Linked DNA regions of Callithrix jacchus: region 1 is linked to region 2. A link is a contact called in public Hi-C data. All regions are on one chromosome and are shown on one strand. The core of a region is the stretch at or near the end of the contact, and the rest is flanking DNA. Distances in the headings are between cores, read along the strand shown. Region 1 holds the start of P4HA2 (prolyl 4-hydroxylase subunit alpha 2). Region 2 overlaps SLC22A4 (solute carrier family 22 member 4).

Region 1 (4,037 bases), core at 649-3,148, 89 kb after region 2:
AGGTGCCTGTGGACACTCAAGTGGGGATGTAGACTGAACAATGAGTTGTATGAATCTGAAATTCAGCAGTAAGGATAAGGGTAAAGAGAGAAATTTGTGTCACCTGTGTGTATAGGAAAACAATAAAGAGAAAAGGGAAATGGAAAGCCTAAACCTGAGCCTTGAGGAACCCCCAACCTTTACTAATGGGGAGAGCAGGATGCTAAAGCTTGAGCAGAGGTGGCCAGAGAGAATAAGGGGAAACCAAGGGAAATGAGTGATCCGGGGGGCAGTGGTCATCGCTGGGTGTCAAACACTGCTTGGGGATCTGGCAGATGAGGTCTGAAGAACAGTCGTTGAATTTAGAGATTAGAGGATATAGTTAATATTGAGACCTGGTTTGTTGCTGTTAGGGGACTAGAAGGCTGACTGTAGGGCCTGAAGAGTGGGAAAGATGTGAGGATGAGGAGACGGCTCTTTCAAGGAATTTTGCCATGGTTGAGGACAGAGACACTCAGTGGGGTCGAATGAGGGTTTTGTTCCCATAGTAGAGGCTTTAACATATTTATAGGCCAATGGGAAAGAGCCAGTTGAGAGCAGGTGGTTGAGCCTTCAGGAGAGAAAAGGGATGACCCACGAGGCAAGCTCCTGAGAAGGGTGAGATAGAAGGAAGCTTGTGTGGATGTAGCAGATGCAGGAGGGTTTCTGTGTGGTTTTAGCCCGGCTCAGGCCAGTGGCTGACACAGGCCGAAACGGAGGCTTATTCGTGTTTTATATGTATTTCCGAGTGTGTGCTCCTTTCCCCAGGTCTGGGCCGCCTGCCTGGCCCATGTGCCATAGGGAATATCCAAACTGGGCCCGGGCGGAGGCTGGGCATCTCACGCTCTGGGCTTGTTCCCTGAGAATCTCTGATGAGATTCTCAGACCTTGTTTCCCCTCATTCATGAGAGGAAGGTTCACAGAGCAGGCGTGGGAACCTGCCTGGCCGCCAGGGCCTCCTCCCACTCAGGCTGAGGTTTGCTGCATCTCTTCTTATTCTCTTTCAGACTGGACTGGCTGAACCAGGTGTCCATTCTTTTTGACCCATGGCATAAAGAAAAGTTTGGGCAACCCAGTGCACCCCCGGATTGTTACCGCCCCCCCCCCCACCCCTGCCAGCCTTTGATGGGCCTCCTTATCAATCCATCATCCCTGTACATTATACCAGGACTGCCTGAACCGGATCCCGGGACTCTGAACCCTTCTGGGAGCTCGACCCTGAGGATGGGCCACCCAGTCTTGGTCTCCAGGGTGTGGGCCCCAGGTCCCTAGTCTTCCTCAGCGTCTTCTCCACTGGTCCGCCTCCTCCCTCTAATACCCAGTTCCTAGCCCGGTGACCCCAGTCTCCTGTTACAGCCTCTGTGGTGGTGCCGGGAAGGGGCCCGTGTTCCCGGCAGGGCACCCCAAGCAATGGGCCTGAGCGGAGGCAGGGAAATCCCTCAGCCTCCAGGGGACGCTCTCCTCACAGCCCCGGCGCGGGGATCGGGTCGTGGCGACCTCACCAGGCGCCCGGGGGCTGGGAAGGAGGGCGGGCCAAGGCCCGCAGGTGGGGGCGCACCAAAGCCAGGCGGGCGCGGACTACGTGCGGTGGGCGGCAGGCGGCATGAAGGGTGCAGGCGGCCAGCTCCAGCTCCGGCTCCGGCTCCGGCTCCGGCTCCCACGCTGGTTCCCGCTCCCGCTTCGGCTCCCACTCCTACGCGGTCGGGTAGCCTGGGCGTACCCAAGGGTCGCAGAGGACAGCGACCCCCGCCAGGGCCCTCGGAGCTCGGAGCCAGGACGCAGGCGGGCGTGAGGAGCGTGAGGTTAGGACCAGGCTGCGGCTCAAGTGGGCGGAGCCCCGGCCGCGGCGGGAGGCGGAGCGGCCGAGGGAGGAGGTGCCTAGTGGACTGGGCGACGCCGCGGGAGGTTCTGGAAACGCCGGGAGCTGCGAGTGTTCAGGTGAGCGCGCCGCCGGCTCAGCCGCCAGATCTGCCCCGGGGCTGGGGCGTGGGCAGGGGTCGCTGGACCGTGCGTTCTGCCCGCGCGGGGCTGAAAGTTAGGGGCCGGGGCCTGGGGTCGCGCCGCTAGCAACCCGCAGCGCAGTCCGGGCCGCAGCCCCGCGCCCTCAGCCGTCTGGGTTCCTGTCCCGCTGCCCTCACGCCTTCCCGAACTCAGTGTGGTGAGGTCAGCCGCCGCCCTTCGTGCCGTCCGCTCGGCTGTCGGGCGGGGCTGGGAACTTGGTGGTCCTTCCTTGTCGGGCTCCCGGGAAGCGGCGTCCTGACCCCCGGCTGCCCGCTGTTGGGAGCGGGGGCGCTGCGTTAGCCTGGCCCTGAGGGGCCGGTTCTTGTTGGCAAGGCCCGCTCTGCTCCCTCGCAGGGGCTGGGAGTCCGAGGTCTTGTCTGGGCAGGGTCCAGCTTGGAGCCCATTAGATGGGCATTGGATCAGAAGGACTTTTCTCATCCAGACATCCCTGTGGAACCTGCGTTGTTTTTCCTTGGCAGCCGCAGAGACCCGTGAAAATTCGTTAACTAGTTCAACAAACGGGACCCTTCTGTGTGCCGGAAACCGCAAGCAGTTGCTAACCGTGGGACAGGCGGACTGGAAAAGCTAGTGGGAAGGTCCGGGCCCAGAGCAGTGTGGTGAGCGCTGTGCTTGAAGGGAATAAGGGCTCTGGGTATTTGGTAGAGGACTGGATGCCTCCGGCCAGGGGACTTCCTGGAGGAGGTGACCCATGAGCTCAGAAGAAGGCTGGCAAAAGGGCAGCGTGGACAGAGGAACAGCCTATGTGAGTGGGAGCAGAGACCTTGGCCGATGTCATGCTTTATGGCATTGTAGTGGAAGCAAGGTGATGGGGAAGGGACACTGTAGGGGCTAGCTGTCCATGGATGCTATCCACAAGACCCTGGAGTGAGAAGACAGTGGTGCCTGGTACTGTGCCCTGCATATGTAAAATGCCCAGTTGACCCTTGCATCATGAGTCTGGATCAGGGCATTTCCTGCTTCAGGTATTGCTGGGCAGCCCAGGTGGGTCCCTGGCCTTTGTATTCTATTTGACCCTTTAAGATGGTGTAGGAGAGCAATGGAATCCCTCCCAAGACTGAGATTGTTGTCTTTTACTGTAGAGTGACACCTGAGATTTGTGCTTCTTGATATAGACCATCTGGGGCCTCACAGCCCCAGCCCTCTTGTAGGAGATCCTGGTCCTAAGAGCAAGGGTTGGAGGACATTACTGTGTAGCTTGGGGCATTATTAAATGTCCCAGACTTTGCAGAGATCCATTGTTCACCTAAGAATTTATAGGATGTTTTCGGGATTTGCTGCTTGTTCTCAGCCTATATCTCATCTGACATAACAGGTTCCATAATTTAGTCTCTGTTAAATAAACCAGGATTTCCTTTGGCTAATACTTAAACTGCCCCTGAAGTGTCCAAGGTGCAGCCTCTCACTGTGGTTCAGGGCCTCAGGGCCCAGTCTGTCTGCTTCTCCCCACTCACAGAATATTTGGTCTTTGAATTCTTTTTTTTAAAGGCCTCTTTACTCTTACACAGCCAAGTGTCCACTATGTGGCCCAGCCAGTGAAGCCACGTAGCAAGGATGGAGTAAGTTGGCTGGGGCCTCATCCCAAAGATGCTGTCATAGTGGATCACCCTGCTTCTCCGAGAGCTCAGTAGGTAGACCCAGTGACTTTTAAGCTGAGGCATTGTCTGTGGCATGTGATAGGCCCTTGTATCCTGTAGAAAGCTCTGCATTGGGGTACTCTAGACAGTGCTTACTTAGTCACCTATTTAGACTTCCCCCAGCCGATCTCAGTTTATCCCTTGAGTGCCTTCTGCCTGTTTGGCTTCTGACTAGAGTGTGCCTAGGGCTGGAATGAGGGAGGAGAGAGAGGAGGTGGCTGAGGCACTATTCTTGCCTGTGGGTAGCTCATACTCTGAGATTGCTGCTTCATACTGGCAGCTGGCCATGTGCCAGGGGAGGAGCCTGGCTGTGCTAATCAAAGGAAGAGACTGTGTGGGTGTAGCTCTGAGAAATGAGTCAGG
Region 2 (3,946 bases), core at 59-2,558:
AGACAAAATTATATGTCAACTTTTCAATGTAAAAACAGTAAAGAAACAAATATGTGGCTGGTAAACACTGCATCATTGATGTAGTTAAATTCCAACTTTGCCTGAGCTTCCTAGTAGCCAGAGTTGTAAAGGAAGATGCCATCATTCACACCTATCAAAAGGAGAAACCTCTAGATGTCAGAGGAAGCAAGGCTTTAAATGGTTCAGCATGCCCAAAGAAATGTCACATGGGAGGCTGATGTTAGAAGTATTGAAACATACTGAATTAATGAATCAGTCAAGAGAGGAGGCAGGTAACTTTTTGTGTTTAAGCAGCTAGTTATAGGGGATAAGGGAGGATACTGATGGCATTCTACCCAGAAGGCTATTGACAGGTGGAGGGCATTATTTCTGGACAACAGTAGGAGATTGTGAGGGGAGCTGAAGTGTGGGTAGGGTTGGTGTCCTTGGTCCCGAGTGGTCATTTCCTCCTAAACCAGTGTCATTCTAGCAACACCATTACTTCCAGGCATGTCTGTTTTATGCTGAATTGGGTAGCACTGTTCTTTCTTTCCCTTTTCCTAGTCTGCCGTGACTCTGGCAGGCTCGATCATTTTTAAAAAGCAGCACAAAACAAGGACTCATTTCTGCACTGCTTTGACAGTGGGAGTAATTTGGCTTCCCAAATTAATGTGAAATTATCACTGCAGAGCTTTGCCAACCCTTCCTTAGGGCCAGAGGGCAGAAGCGAAGGCAACTACAGAACTCCTCAGCCCAGATCCCACTTTTTGGTTTATTTTAGGTAAATACAACCTGGAATTCAGCAATTTTATCTCAGAAACACCAGAGAGCGCTGCTGCACTGTAGGAGAGCCAGCAACCACCTTGCCTTTCAATTGTGTCCCCCAGTCCCAGGCACTGACTGGGGAGTCAGCCACTCCAGAGCAGGCTAATTTTCAGGGACACTCTTAAACTTTCAGACCTGAGAACCCAACACAACGAGTCTCATACCAGGACACAAAAGCCAGTAATTTCCTGCAGAGCACAATGGAGTAAAACTACCACTGGAGAGACTCCCAGAGCACCCTACAGAAGGCCTGGCCCCAGACTGATAGCAAGCCCTGAGCAGCCCAGATCCTGGCGGACAGTAAGGCTGCTGCACCCAGGGTTTCACCTACTGACTGCTGACTTGACTGATCTTCCATGACCTTACTTTCTCCTTGGCCCTCTTCCCCTTCTCCACCCTGCATGTGAGACCACACGTTGCATGGGGAGTTGGGAGGAGAGTAGATGACAGTGTCAGGGCCAGTAGGGCAGCCCTTTCCTGTAGGAAGCCTGGAGTATGCTCTCCTTGCCTCACTCACTCGCATAGGGGAGGCTTGGAGGTCCCAGAAGCACCCCGTGCCACTGAAAAGGCAGATCTCATTGCTGCCCATTCTGTATAACTGGGGATGCCACCACCTAGCACAAGTCCCACCTTGTTCCCATTCCCATAGATGGAGCTTCTTTGGCTTCACCGTGACTCTCTGCCCTTGTGATCCAGGTGGTCCTTCAGGTCTTCCTGGGATATGAGCCTGCGGTCAGAGTCCTCTGTTTTGGGGAGGCCTGTTTGGTTTTTGGTGTGTGTCTACCTAGCAGAGCTACATGTTGGGGTTTTCAGATTTTGGGAGGATCATCACACAGATGGATTCTGGGGACTTCAAACATGCAGACAGTAGGCTTTGCCCTGTGATCTTGGAGCCACCGGGGACTAGGAGATTGCAATTTCTGTCCTAAGATCCTCCAACCTCCAGTTTCCAACATCACTGGCCTGAAGCTCCCTATGCCTCTACACAAATGAACTTCAAGAAAATCTTGCCCCTCTCCTTCCCCCTGAAGTAAGGGGAGCAGCTTCCTCTCACTGGGGCCTGCTGAAGAGTATGCTATCTGCTGGGACCATGTGGCTCCAGCATTTTCTTCCCTCCTTCTCTCCTCCCTCCTCCCATCTGCAGACACTGAGGCTGAGCCCATGGCACGGGGCTCTTCACAAATAGAGGAGTGGAGGTGTAATAATTCCATCCTGGCAGCCTGATGAAGGGTGTACACACCTTCAACTAAGAGAGCACAGCATCTCCAAAGCCAATTAGTCCTCCAGACTCTTAAAAAGCAATCAGAGTCACCTAACCAGATTCAGACTTTTGAGGCAAGAAGAATCATTAGACTTCTATTAAAGGGGCATTATTAATAATGACACTGTGACAATAGAGACACACTGGGGTGGTATTGAGTAAGCTAGAATATATTGTCACTCTAGAGATGATGGGAATTTGTGTCTCCTGTCCCAGAGATACCCCTCGCCTCTGCTTCTCTCATTTGCCCATTTGCTGTGCTCAGAAAACATACTGGGGGCTCTCACTCCTGCGGATGACCCTGATCAACTTGTCCGGAGCTCACCTCACTCCTTCCCAGGAAAAGGGCTCTGCTGAGGGCCCCAGGGACCTCCTCCTGACCTTGTAGCTGATGAGTCTTCCTCGTGCAGCCTGACAGGAGATGGGCCTGCTATCAGTGCAGGGAGGCTCCGGACTGTGCTTAGCTGATAGGCTCTGGGGTGTGCTCTGACTCAGGGTGAGACCAGATGGGCCCAATGATGACGGGCTGGCACTGAACCCTCCCTGTCTGGCATGAGCCTCCCCACCTGTGTACTGGCCACAGTGACTACCGTAAGTTCCTTCACAGGCCACCAGGCTCAAGAAGTCTTAAGCCTACAAAGCTCAGATCAGACATCCTCAGGCTGCCCTTCCCCTAAAATGTCCTCCTCTGTGCCTCTCTCAAACCCTGTGTTCCTGAGAATGTGTCTTGGCTATTGTGCGGCTGGTTCTTAATGGCTCCAGCTCTTCTCCTCCACCATATTTCAGGGTTCAGCATAGAGGTGGCTCCTGTGAGTGCCTGCCCTCATAAGTTCCTGTGAGCAAGTCTCTATGAGTGATTTGCTCCAAGAGCTACAGCTACAGCTCCATCCCAACACACATATATTCAAGGGCTTTGGAAGCACAGCCCAATGGCCCAATATTTTCTGTTTCTGGGCCTTTCAGAGGGTTGGAGGGAGGAACCCCGTGTCCCAGAAGCCATTCCTACCTAGTATGAAAGCCACCACATAATTGGAGATCTGGCCCATGCCCACAATGACAAATAGCACAGTGAACATCTCCCAGCTGATGGAGAAAATCTGCAGGAAGCTGAAGCCAGTCTGTATAGCCATAGTTGCGAAGAGAACATTTTTCCTGCCGAACCTAGAAAATGCAGTATAATACAAAACATGAGAGGTGTAGGTTGCCAAGGTATGTTGCAAACCCTGAGTCAGGCATCAATGCAGACTTAGTGTTTTTTCAGGGCTTTGGCAGACTTTTTCCCCTGTCACATCTTCTCATCTTCCTCCTTGGTGAGGTCTCAGGCATCTCTCTGCTCAGGAGATAGCTTTGAGATTCTCAGCTTCCTGTGGAGTCACTATGTTTCAAAAGCATGGAACTGAGTCTGCAAGGACCATGTGGAAATATGCTGTTTAGAAGGAGCCAGAGATGGATGCTGCCAGCACATTTCTGGAAAGTGAGTACAGCGCAGACTACAGATATTTCTTGAATCAGCAACATGAAACTTCTGTAAATCCAGAACTAAGAGTCACTTGGCAAGTGGTTTTCAATTTTGACTGCACTTGGAATCACCTGGAGAGCTTGAAAAAATACTGATGCCAGCCGGGCACGGTGGCTCACCCCTATAATCCCAGCACTTTGGGAGGCCAAGGCAGGTGGATCACGAAGCAAGAGATCGAGACCATCCTGGCCAACATGGTGAAACCACATCTCTACTAAAAATACAAAAATTAGCTGGGCATGGTGGTGCGCACCTGTATTCCCAGCTACTCGGGAGGCTGAGGCAGGAGAATTGCTTGAACCCAGGAAGCGGAGGTTGCGGTGAGCTGAGATCACATCATT

What was found. Hi-C and Micro-C count contacts between places; a contact is called where the count stands out from the background.
Region 1: a Hi-C map of skeletal muscle shows a contact between it and region 2, with 2.9 times the contacts expected there. The contact joins the promoter of P4HA2 here to the enhancer-like site in region 2. A contact is called at or near these places in 2 of 3 Hi-C or Micro-C datasets (induced pluripotent stem cells and skeletal muscle).

What each region holds. Positions count from the first base shown.
Region 1 is chr2:76,233,050-76,237,086 of calJac240_pri, forward strand. P4HA2 (prolyl 4-hydroxylase subunit alpha 2) reads left to right here and starts at 1,899. Exons shown (of 14, transcript XM_078364880.1): 1 at 1,899-2,181.
Region 2 is chr2:76,144,558-76,148,503 of calJac240_pri, forward strand. All of the region lies in intron 2 of SLC22A4 (solute carrier family 22 member 4), which reads right to left. Among named protein-coding and RNA genes, the nearest start is that of SLC22A4, 21 kb to the right of the region's middle. Within about 2 kb of position 1,309, at least 4 of the 16 cell types and tissues checked have an H3K27ac peak or open chromatin away from gene starts, as enhancers often do. A contact at or near this core is called in skeletal muscle, where this site is marked.